Linked DNA regions of Mus musculus: all the other regions are linked to region 3. The links are chromatin contacts, called in public HiCAR-type maps. All regions are on one chromosome and are shown on one strand. Each heading gives the region's core, a stretch centred on a gene start, on an enhancer-like site or on the middle of the called end of the contact. The rest is flanking DNA. Distances are from core to core; before and after follow the strand shown. Region 1 has its middle 63 kb from the start of Gm36799. Region 2 has its middle 25 kb from the start of D630033O11Rik. Region 3 overlaps Gm30373 (a long non-coding RNA gene).

Evidence for each region. HiCAR-type assays count read pairs that join an accessible place to other places.
Region 1: a HiCAR-type map of astrocytes shows a contact between it and region 3, with 4 times the contacts expected there. The contact joins two enhancer-like sites. A contact is called at or near these places in 1 of 484 Hi-C or Micro-C datasets (embryonic stem cells), 3 of 115 datasets of contacts at active chromatin or transcription factors (astrocytes, embryonic basal ganglia and embryonic midbrain) and 1 of 9 other capture datasets (embryonic stem cells).
Region 2: a HiCAR-type map of astrocytes shows a contact between it and region 3, with 6 times the contacts expected there. The contact joins two enhancer-like sites. A contact is called at or near these places in 2 of 15 datasets of contacts at CTCF or cohesin (the NIH/3T3 cell line and embryonic stem cells), 4 of 484 Hi-C or Micro-C datasets (the N1E-115 cell line, cortical neurons and palatal mesenchyme) and 4 of 115 datasets of contacts at active chromatin or transcription factors (astrocytes, embryonic basal ganglia, embryonic midbrain and 1 more).

The regions. Positions count from the first base shown.
Region 1 is chr9:43,418,844-43,421,892 of GRCm38.p6, forward strand. No RefSeq gene overlaps it. Among named protein-coding and RNA genes, the nearest start is that of Gm36799, 63 kb to the left of the region's middle. Within about 2 kb of position 1,683, at least 5 of the 459 cell types and tissues checked have an H3K27ac peak or open chromatin away from gene starts, as enhancers often do.
Region 2 is chr9:43,283,127-43,285,981 of GRCm38.p6, forward strand. No RefSeq gene overlaps it. Among named protein-coding and RNA genes, the nearest start is that of D630033O11Rik, 25 kb to the left of the region's middle. Within about 2 kb of position 1,370, at least 41 of the 459 cell types and tissues checked have an H3K27ac peak or open chromatin away from gene starts, as enhancers often do.
Region 3 is chr9:43,969,363-43,972,174 of GRCm38.p6, forward strand. Gm30373 (a long non-coding RNA gene) reads right to left here. Exons shown (of 2, transcript XR_003948148.1): 1 at 638-2,812. Among named protein-coding and RNA genes, the nearest start is that of Gm30373, 3.4 kb to the right of the region's middle. Within about 2 kb of position 1,474, at least 19 of the 459 cell types and tissues checked have an H3K27ac peak or open chromatin away from gene starts, as enhancers often do.

The sequences.
Region 1 (3,049 bases), core at 433-2,932, 550 kb before region 3:
CTCAGGCCCTCCATAGAGTCCCCAGACAAATGCTTCCCAACTCCCTGGTTGAACTAGGTCAGTCAGTGCCAAGCTCTGCAGACACCCCAGGAATAAGCTATAGCTTCTCTCTCTGCCTGTGTGTGGGGTGGGGTGGGGTGGGGTGGGGTGGGGTGGGGTGGGGGAGGCGTTAAACAAGGGATTGCAGTGCAGATGTGGGAGCCTGGCTCTCTTGTGTTCTGCAGCAGCCTGGGGCTAAAATCCAGTGGGGGAGAGGGCGCTGGATGGGGAGGAAAAAGGAAAGAGAATTAGGCAAAAGACAAGGCAGGGTGTAGAGGAAGTGGGGGGTATTCATCCCCTAAAAGCCTGCCAGTTACAAGGTGGCGAGGAGGAAATTTGACCTGCTGACCTGACAGGTGCTAAGGACTGCATCAGCTACCCTCTCTCTTTGATCCCGTGGTCCTGCTGATGGTGACTTTTGAGTGGACCTGCTGCTACAGAGGTCTCAATTTTAGGTGGCATTAGCATCTTTTGAGGTTGCTTAGATTTACCCAAGCTTGCCAGGACCTTGGGATCTCCCTGTCCATTATGCAAATATCCCTCCAGGTGACTTGGCTGAGGTGGCTTTGAGACCTGGGGTTCAACATCCAGGAAAGTGGCAGAGGGGAAGTGGAGAGGGAATTCGAGGAAACTAGATGTCTTCAAAGCTTTTAAAATCCCAGGACTTCTTTGTGTAACTACCCAGAATCCAAAGGAGTCCCCTGAGGGAATTCAGAACCTCCTACTGATGGATTAAATGAGATAATGCTACCAAGTGTGGAACATTTACACTGAGCTCAGTAAATATGCATCTTCCTTACTCCAGTACACCCTAGCTGAATTCTGCTGCTGCTGCTGCTGCTGCTGCTGCTGCTGCTGCTGCTGCTGCTGCTGCTGCTACTGCTGCTGCTGGTGTGTATGTGTGATCCTCACAGAAATATGGCAGAACACGTTCCAATATCTTCCAAGACAGAACAGGAGGGAATGGTGGAGATTGCAAGAGCCTTTGTGAGGTCTCTGGGCAATTTTTAATTCAAAACCAGTGGCAACATTGGTTTGCCTGTCTGGGGTAGAGGAGACTCTAAGCAGGTGAACCATCCAGTATTCAAAAGATGGGAAAGGTATCAAAGGCTCCAGAATAAAACTGGAGGTCGGGTGAGATAAGAACAGGGAGCGAAAAGGCTTTACGTTTCCCAAGAACTCCGGGAAATCATGATAGGAGTCAGCCTCTGCTCAGAGCATTGTGGACAGGCGTTTCAGTCCCAGCCTGTCTCTGTTCTGAGAGCTGAGCCTACCTCGAGGGGGGTGGGGGAAATCTCCCGGCAGGCATCTGTACTTTTGCGAGCAGCTTAATAGGATTTCAGTGGATCGCAAGTAGGGATCAGGACCGCTGCCTCTGGGGGGAGTTTGGGGTGGGGACACAGAAGGTGGGTTTTCGAGAGAGAGGGAACAGGGAGTCAGGGAAAGGATGGCATTTCTGCCTCACCACAAGGCTCCTGAGCAATGGCTCCAGCCAACCAGAGACAGAAAGCTCTGAACCTGTGGGTCAAATCAGCTTACTTCCTTTGAAGTTGTTCATGTTGGATGTTTTGTTCCTGTCAAAGAGGACCGGAGTCTCATTGTTCTCTCTGAACACCGTATCCATCTTGTTAGATCCACATACCCCATGTCATCCCCACACATTCCCAGGCCCTTGGCCCCGCCCACCTTGTCTTCAATGTCTTCTTCCCTGTCTGTGCTGTTCAAATCTCTCCCTTCTTCCAGCTCCACAGCCTTAACGACACTCTCCTCGAAAACTTCGGCACATGCATTATTAGTTTTTGTTTGTTTGGTTGGTTGGTTTTGGCTTTTTGTTTTTTGGAGGTTTTTTGTTTTTTTTTTTAATTTTAGTCTCAGAGATCCTTTGTGGCAGAGTCTATCCCTGAAACTTCAGCTCAAATTCTCTTAGCCAGGATGAAAGCTGGCAAGACCCTGAAATCCTCCTGTTGCTGCTTACCATGCACAAGACACCTGGCTTGTTATGTGTGTGCTGGGATCTGAACTCTGGGCCTCATAGCTGTGCAACAATCACCCTTTCTGCTGAGCCATCTCTGAGGCCCCTTAGTAGATTTCTGGAGAGAATGTGGGCATGGAGCAGAAACCCATCTATCAAAGGGTTGTAGCAACTCATTTGATCCTCATGCCTATGTTATAGGTAGGGGCTACTCACCCATTTTACAGGTGAGAAAACAGACACAGAAATGGAGGGTTTAATTGCTCCCCCATGTTCACATAGAACCAAGACCTGAACTCTAGCAGCAAAGTTTGATTTTCCTGAAGCCGACTACCCCAGACATCTCAGGCACTGGGATCTGGAGGCTAAAGTTGGGGTTGGGCTTTTCTTGGGGTTCTGTCTCTCTTCTCCTCCTTCTCCTTCTCCTTCTCCTTCTCCTTCTCCTTCTCCTTCTCCTTCTCCTTCTCCTTCTCCTTCTCCTTCTCCTTCTCCTTCTCCTCCTCCTCCTCCTCCTTCTCCTCCTCCTCCTCCTCCTCCTCCTCCTCCTCCTCCTCCTCCTCCTCCTCCTCCTCCTCCTCCTTCTTCTTCTTCTTCTTCTTCTTCTTCTTCTTCTTCTTCCTCTTTTTTTTTTCAAGACAGGGTTTCTCTGTGTAGCCCTGGCTGTCCTGGAACTCACTCTGTAGACCAGGCTGGCCTTGAACTCAGAAATCCACCTGCCTCTGCCTCCCAAGTGCTGGGATTAAAAGTGTGCACGACCACCGCCCGGCTCTGTCTCTCTTCTTATCCCATCTTTTTTAGTATAGTCCTTATCACATGTATTTGAGCTTGTCCCCTGTGTAATTGATCTATCACTCACACTGGAATCAGTTGGGCATTAACATCAAATATTTATTTAAAATTTTCCTCTCATGTCACCATTTTCAACTGTCGGCTGTTGAAATCCTATGCTTTTCTGTCTCTTTGACAACATGTTGAGTGGATTTGATAACTTCTTCTCAGTTAATAAATAAATCAAGTTTCAGATTCTAGAATCACAAG
Region 2 (2,855 bases), core at 120-2,619, 690 kb before region 3:
AGCACCCCTCTCTCCTCTACATTCACAGTGGCTTCACACAGCCAGCCAGTCTCTCCAGTCAGGTCCTCCACACAGCTCTGGGAGCCAGCCTTCCTGGCCTCCTGCTCCAGTCCTGATCTGTTAGTAGCCAGCCTTCACCTACCCTGGCTCCCGACCTCCTTAACTGCAGAATCCCTGGCTCTTTCTTCTCTGTTAGCACCCTGGAATAGGTCGCACCTGGACTAGGAAGCAGGCAATTCCAAGGTCAAGTGTGGCTTTTTGGGAGAATGGCTGTGCTCATGTGACCTCTGCTGACTTCAGAGTGGCTTTGGAAAAGCTTATCAACCTAGCTTCAGTGTCCGCACCTTGGCAATCAACATTTCTATTGCAATAAAGGACTTCCAGAATGGTTCCTATTTACATAGGCTTGTGGAATCTCTCATTATACCTCTTCTGATGACCATCACAGAGGGGCTTCTAAGAACATGTGAGATACGGGGAACTAGAAGCCAGCAGTCATGATGCCAGACTGAGAGGGGTCCCAGAGCAAGGCCTGAGCCTGTCTCCAAGCTGACAAAGGCTCGCAGAGGACCTAGAGTCTCCTTAGGCTTTTTTCCTTTCTTCTTCCTTTTCCATCATCCCCTCCTCATTTGGACACAAGGTCTCATGTAGTCCAGACTGAGTAGTAAGAGTCTCCATCTCTTACTGCCCTTGTCTCTACCTCCACATTCTGAATTACAGGTCTGCACCTTGGCTTTAAGCTCTTTCTCTCTCTCTTATTTTTGTGAAACAGGGTCTTCCTATGTAGTTATGGCTGGTCTCGAACTCAGCAATCCACCTGCCTTAGCCTCCCATGTACTGGGATTACAGGTCTGAACTATCATACCTAGTTGCTTCTCTTCTCTCTCTTTCCTTTCCTCTTCTCTTGCCATGACCCCTTGCTTCTCTTCATCATTATCATTGTTGTGATTATTATTATTCCCCTCAATGTTTTGGCTCAGGGTCTTGCTCTGCAGCCCCCGCTGATCTGGAACTATGTAACATTGGTTGGCCCCAAACTAATGGCGCGCTTCCACTGTTCGGTAGTGAGCACTTCATCTTGTTCTTTAGGCTTTTTCCCGCGGCTGGATGGGAGCTTTGACACTGGCCAGAGGCTTTCAATAGATCACAAAGATGGTGAGATCGAGAAAGGTCAGAGAGGAAGCCACCTAGGGCTTTAGGCTAGGGGCCTTTATGGGAAGCAAGACTTCTGTTCCAGGCCACCCAGCTGTCCTCAGGCCTTGCTGGAGAAAGAGTCTGACAAAGCAGACGTAGGCTGGAACCAGACCCAGCGCAGGGAGGAGTTGGCTGAGCCTGCCCTGGGAGGCTGGTTGAGCGGTGGTGTGGAGACACCCTGTGGTAAAAATGGGTACTACACTTTGGTTCACTGCAGGGCCTGGGAGCAAAGCCTTGCTGGTGTTAAAGGCAGAGCCCATTCACGCGCCACCAGCCCCTACAGGAGAGGAGCAATGGCCCAAGCTCAGCTACTGCCCACCTTCTAGTTGCACTTTCTAGAAGTCTTCCATTACCCCACAAAGCCTCAGTTTCTTCACCTGTGAAATGGGATGTACCAGCAGGTTGTGCCAGTCAAGGGGACAGATGCTTAGCCCAAGGTCTAGCATGGAACACCAGCCAAAGAAAGGCTGGCCATTGCTAGAAAGGGGACCGCTTTCCCAATGCCACATAGTTAGAAGGGAACTTACTGTGTTTTACTGGAAGCAGAGTTTGGACCCCAAGCCGATAATGGTTCGTAGGATGGAGAGAGTTATATACCATCTCAGGTGAGGCAAGAGAAAGTTGAATGGCCACATCTGTTTGTTTGTTTGTTTTTGGTTTTGTTTTGGCAAGCCTGCTCTGCAAACAGGAGAAGCAGATCTGTGTCACCTGGGATGATTTGGAATGACTGTGACCCTTCTATTCTTAAACAGGAGACAATGAGCTGTAGTGATCTCAGTGGCTTGGGCAACTCGAGTTAGAGCCATGGAGCTAGATGCTACCCCAGTCCTCTATTCCAGACTTAGCTAGGGTGTGACTGTTGTCTTCACTCTTTTGAGTCCCTTTGCCACCTGCCCAGCCCCTATAGGAGTGTCCTAAGGGACCTTGGCCCAGATATCTTCCCTTCCTCTCCCCTATGCACGCTTCTTCAAGGAGGAAATTGTTTGAGAAAAAGTCAGGTGTGGCCTTATGCATCTGTGGCTCTGATCATGTGCCCTAACTGTTTTCAGGGGAGCTGGCTCCACACCAGCCCTTGTTTTCTCCCTTCATCCTGAAGAGGAGCAGCCGGAGCCAAGAATGATCTGGGTAAATCAAGCAGCCACCGGCTGGGTGATTCAGGGCCCTGGGGGTGGGGTGGCCTCCTGCGCTGGGATCCTGCCCAGAAGCAGGGTGGGACCTCTCCTTGTAACATGCTGGAGCTGGCCCAAGGAGTTGGGGCTCCTGAGCCAGTGTCCTGGAGCTCAGGTGCCAATGGTCTCCCTGCCCTACCTGTTCCCACTCCTGGGACCCTTTGCTAGCTGGCCTTGGCAGGGCTTGTCCCTTGTCTGTATACATCTGTGATGGGTAAGGGGGCTGAGATGTGGCCACAGTATGCCAGGCAGCCCATCCTGATGGATCATACCTGGCACTGGCCAACGTGGGCTGCAGGCAGCAACCTGGATCCTGGGGTCTATGCTCCTAAGCATTGTAGAGGTGGGATTTGAACCCAGGTCAGCTGAGTCCGTACTTACTACATTGTACCTGTCAGCTCTTGTGTTTGGCTTTGAATAGAGAGTGAGGCTGTCGGTTAGGTTGAGGGAGAGCCGGGGCAGGGAAAGGCGTTGCAAGTTTGGGTAGTAATA
Region 3 (2,812 bases), core at 224-2,723:
TGGGACTGCCCACCCCACTGATTCAACCCATCTAGAGCACCATGTTTTACAACTTTGTGGAGCACCAGCTGAAAGCTAGGGACACCACAACCCCAGTAAAATCCCATTCTTTCCCTCACATGCATCCGTACCCCAATACTTAGATAGCCACTCACTCAGATATACCACACTTGATTTTGCATATTGTAATTTGTTCCCTTCCAGAAGGTCCCTGTGGGCAGCTCTGAGCCCCAGCAAATGTAAAAGTTCAGCCCCTAGAGTTCTGAGCACCCACGGGCAAGGCTGAGGGTCTAGGAGCTAATGAGATGAGATCGATGGTCCAGGTGCTCCTGGGTCAGTCCATGCTCGCATCTCATTCTTCCCACTTAGGCACAGGAGTCAGGGAAATTAGTAAGATTTCTGGCCTAAAGGGTCTCTTACATCATGCCAGGACTAGCACTGGGCACTTAAAACAAACAAACAAACAAACAAACAAACATACAAAAAATAAGCCCTCATCTTGAATCCTAGCAACCTGGCAAAGACATGCTTGTGTCAGCCACACCTGGCCCAGAAGTGCTCCAGCATCCCTCAAGACATCGCATCCCATCCCCTGTGCCCTGTAGCCCCATCCCCCACGCCTCTCTAGTTTACTTACGAAGGAAGGTCTCCAGGCGGGGCCCTGCTCTGCCAGGGATTGTGTGGAGAACAGGTCAGGGGCCCAAGAAGGCAGCCTGGCATCTGATGACTCTAGGCTGGCCAGCATACCCAGCCCTCCAGGTCCTAAAGCCAGTGGGAAGCAGAGTGGGGGTGGAGAGAAGCCAGGAGCTGGCAGGGCTAAGCGAGATGAAATATTGATGCCCGTCCTAGTAAAGCGAAGAACGCCGCTTGTCCATGAATAAAAGATAAGCTGGAGGAGCGGGCTGGGCAGCAGATTAATTAATCTGAGTGAGCCTTGCTCTGTGCTGTGGGGGATGGGCACAGTGGAGTAGACAGGCTGTCCCAGTACCCAGGACCCAAGGGACCAGCCAAGGCTCTCTGTTCTAGGCAGACAGCTAGGCAGGGTAGCATCACTGAGCACAGGCAGACAGGGAGAGGGGCAGAACTAGCCAGGTCTCTAGGACCAGAATCTGGCACCCAGGATGGCAGCTTCTGTGGCAGAGGAAGGTCACAGAGGTCAACTGTTTCAGAAAATGGCATTGCCGTTCTGAGCACTATCCTCCAATATCCTCTCCTGCCACCTCAAGCCCTCCCTCGGGAGTCTCTGAGAGCCAAGATGAATGGGGACAGGTGGCAGACTCAGGACTAACGTGCAAAGCTGGCCACCCTGGGCATACCTTTGATGTGGTTCAAGCTTTAGTTCTGCAAAGGGAAAGGGTAAAGCAGGAGCCATGGGGCCCTCCCTGCCCCTCATCCCATGACAGCCTCAGGTCCTTGACTGCCTCTGCTGTAGGACAATATGGAAATGCTGGCCGAGTAGTGCAAGGCACAACATTCCTGGACATGGTGACGGCAGGCTCAGCAGGACACAGAGCTCACAACCTAGTGTGCATCTGTCATCCACTGGCTGTGGCAGCTTTCACAAGCTCTTGGCAGTTTTACATTTCCCAAAGGTGACATTAGGACAGGGTGGTGACAGTCCTCATCATGCCTTCCATCCACAGGATCCCGCTGGATCAGCCCCAGGCTCTGTGTTGTCCTAATGGGCTCCTGGGGTCAATGCCCAAGCTGACAGTACAGCTCCTCCCACCAGCCATCCCCAGTGTGACATGGGGACCCGTTGCTCAGTGTGCCATCCTGTTCACCCCTCTGTCCACACACAAACTGTTCTCTGGGAGAGGATTGGGTCAGATGCCAGGTGGCCACAGCTGATGCCAGCTACAGCCCCACACAAGCGACAGGACACCTCCAGATGGTCTCTTCCCCGACCCACCCCCAAGCTGGTAGCATTGACCATAATCAAGAGCAGCTCCTAGAATTCAGCCCAAGATCATACTTGGGTGCTGCTGGAGATGGGGCCATGCAGCCTGCACCAGCCCAGGCTGGTTCCCTCCAGAACCACAGCCACGACCTCTACCATGTCTACCCTGGCTAGGCTACCAGTACCACGGCTACCCTGTTCCCACACCTCAGCCTCTATGGCCAGCTCACGGCCTTTCCCATCTCTCCCGATCAGCAGGTATTCATCATGAGCAGTCTGCTGACATCTTCTGTACTCTGTCTCCTGTTTGCTATTTAACTTTACTTCCTGTGGGTTTGAGCCCATCTCGTCCATCCATTCATGACTCCGTGAATGCAGGAACAAGGTCACTTTGGTCCCTCCAGTTCTCCCAAAGCTGTGCACAGCCGTGAGCACAAGGCGGAAGCGCTGCATTCATGTCTGCTTAAGTGACTATGAAGGACTGGTAGCCCTCATACCTCCCGTCTCTATAACAAGAGTTAGCCCTTCCAGCAGGTACCCACTCTGTATGTTCCCCGAGACTATCTCACCTTCATTACAACCTTCTGGACAGGCAAGTCTCTCCCAGCAGCCAGATGGCAAAACCCAGGTGCTCACTTAACCAAGGTCATGCAGCTGGCAATCAACAAAGCTGGGAACAAGCCCTAATCTAGGCTTAGAGTTCTATCTGGTACATCAATCTGGTGATTACAAGATGCATAAGGGTCCTTAGGATCCCTCACCTGCTGAGGAGCAGGGATGTCGAAGAAGAAAGGTCTCCAAGGGTTGGCAATGAGCATAGCTAGACTTAACCCGAGGATTCCATCTGCCCCCTCTCCCTGCACCTGTCCCCATCCCAGAAGGAAGGACAGAGATGTGACCGAAGGCTAGGGA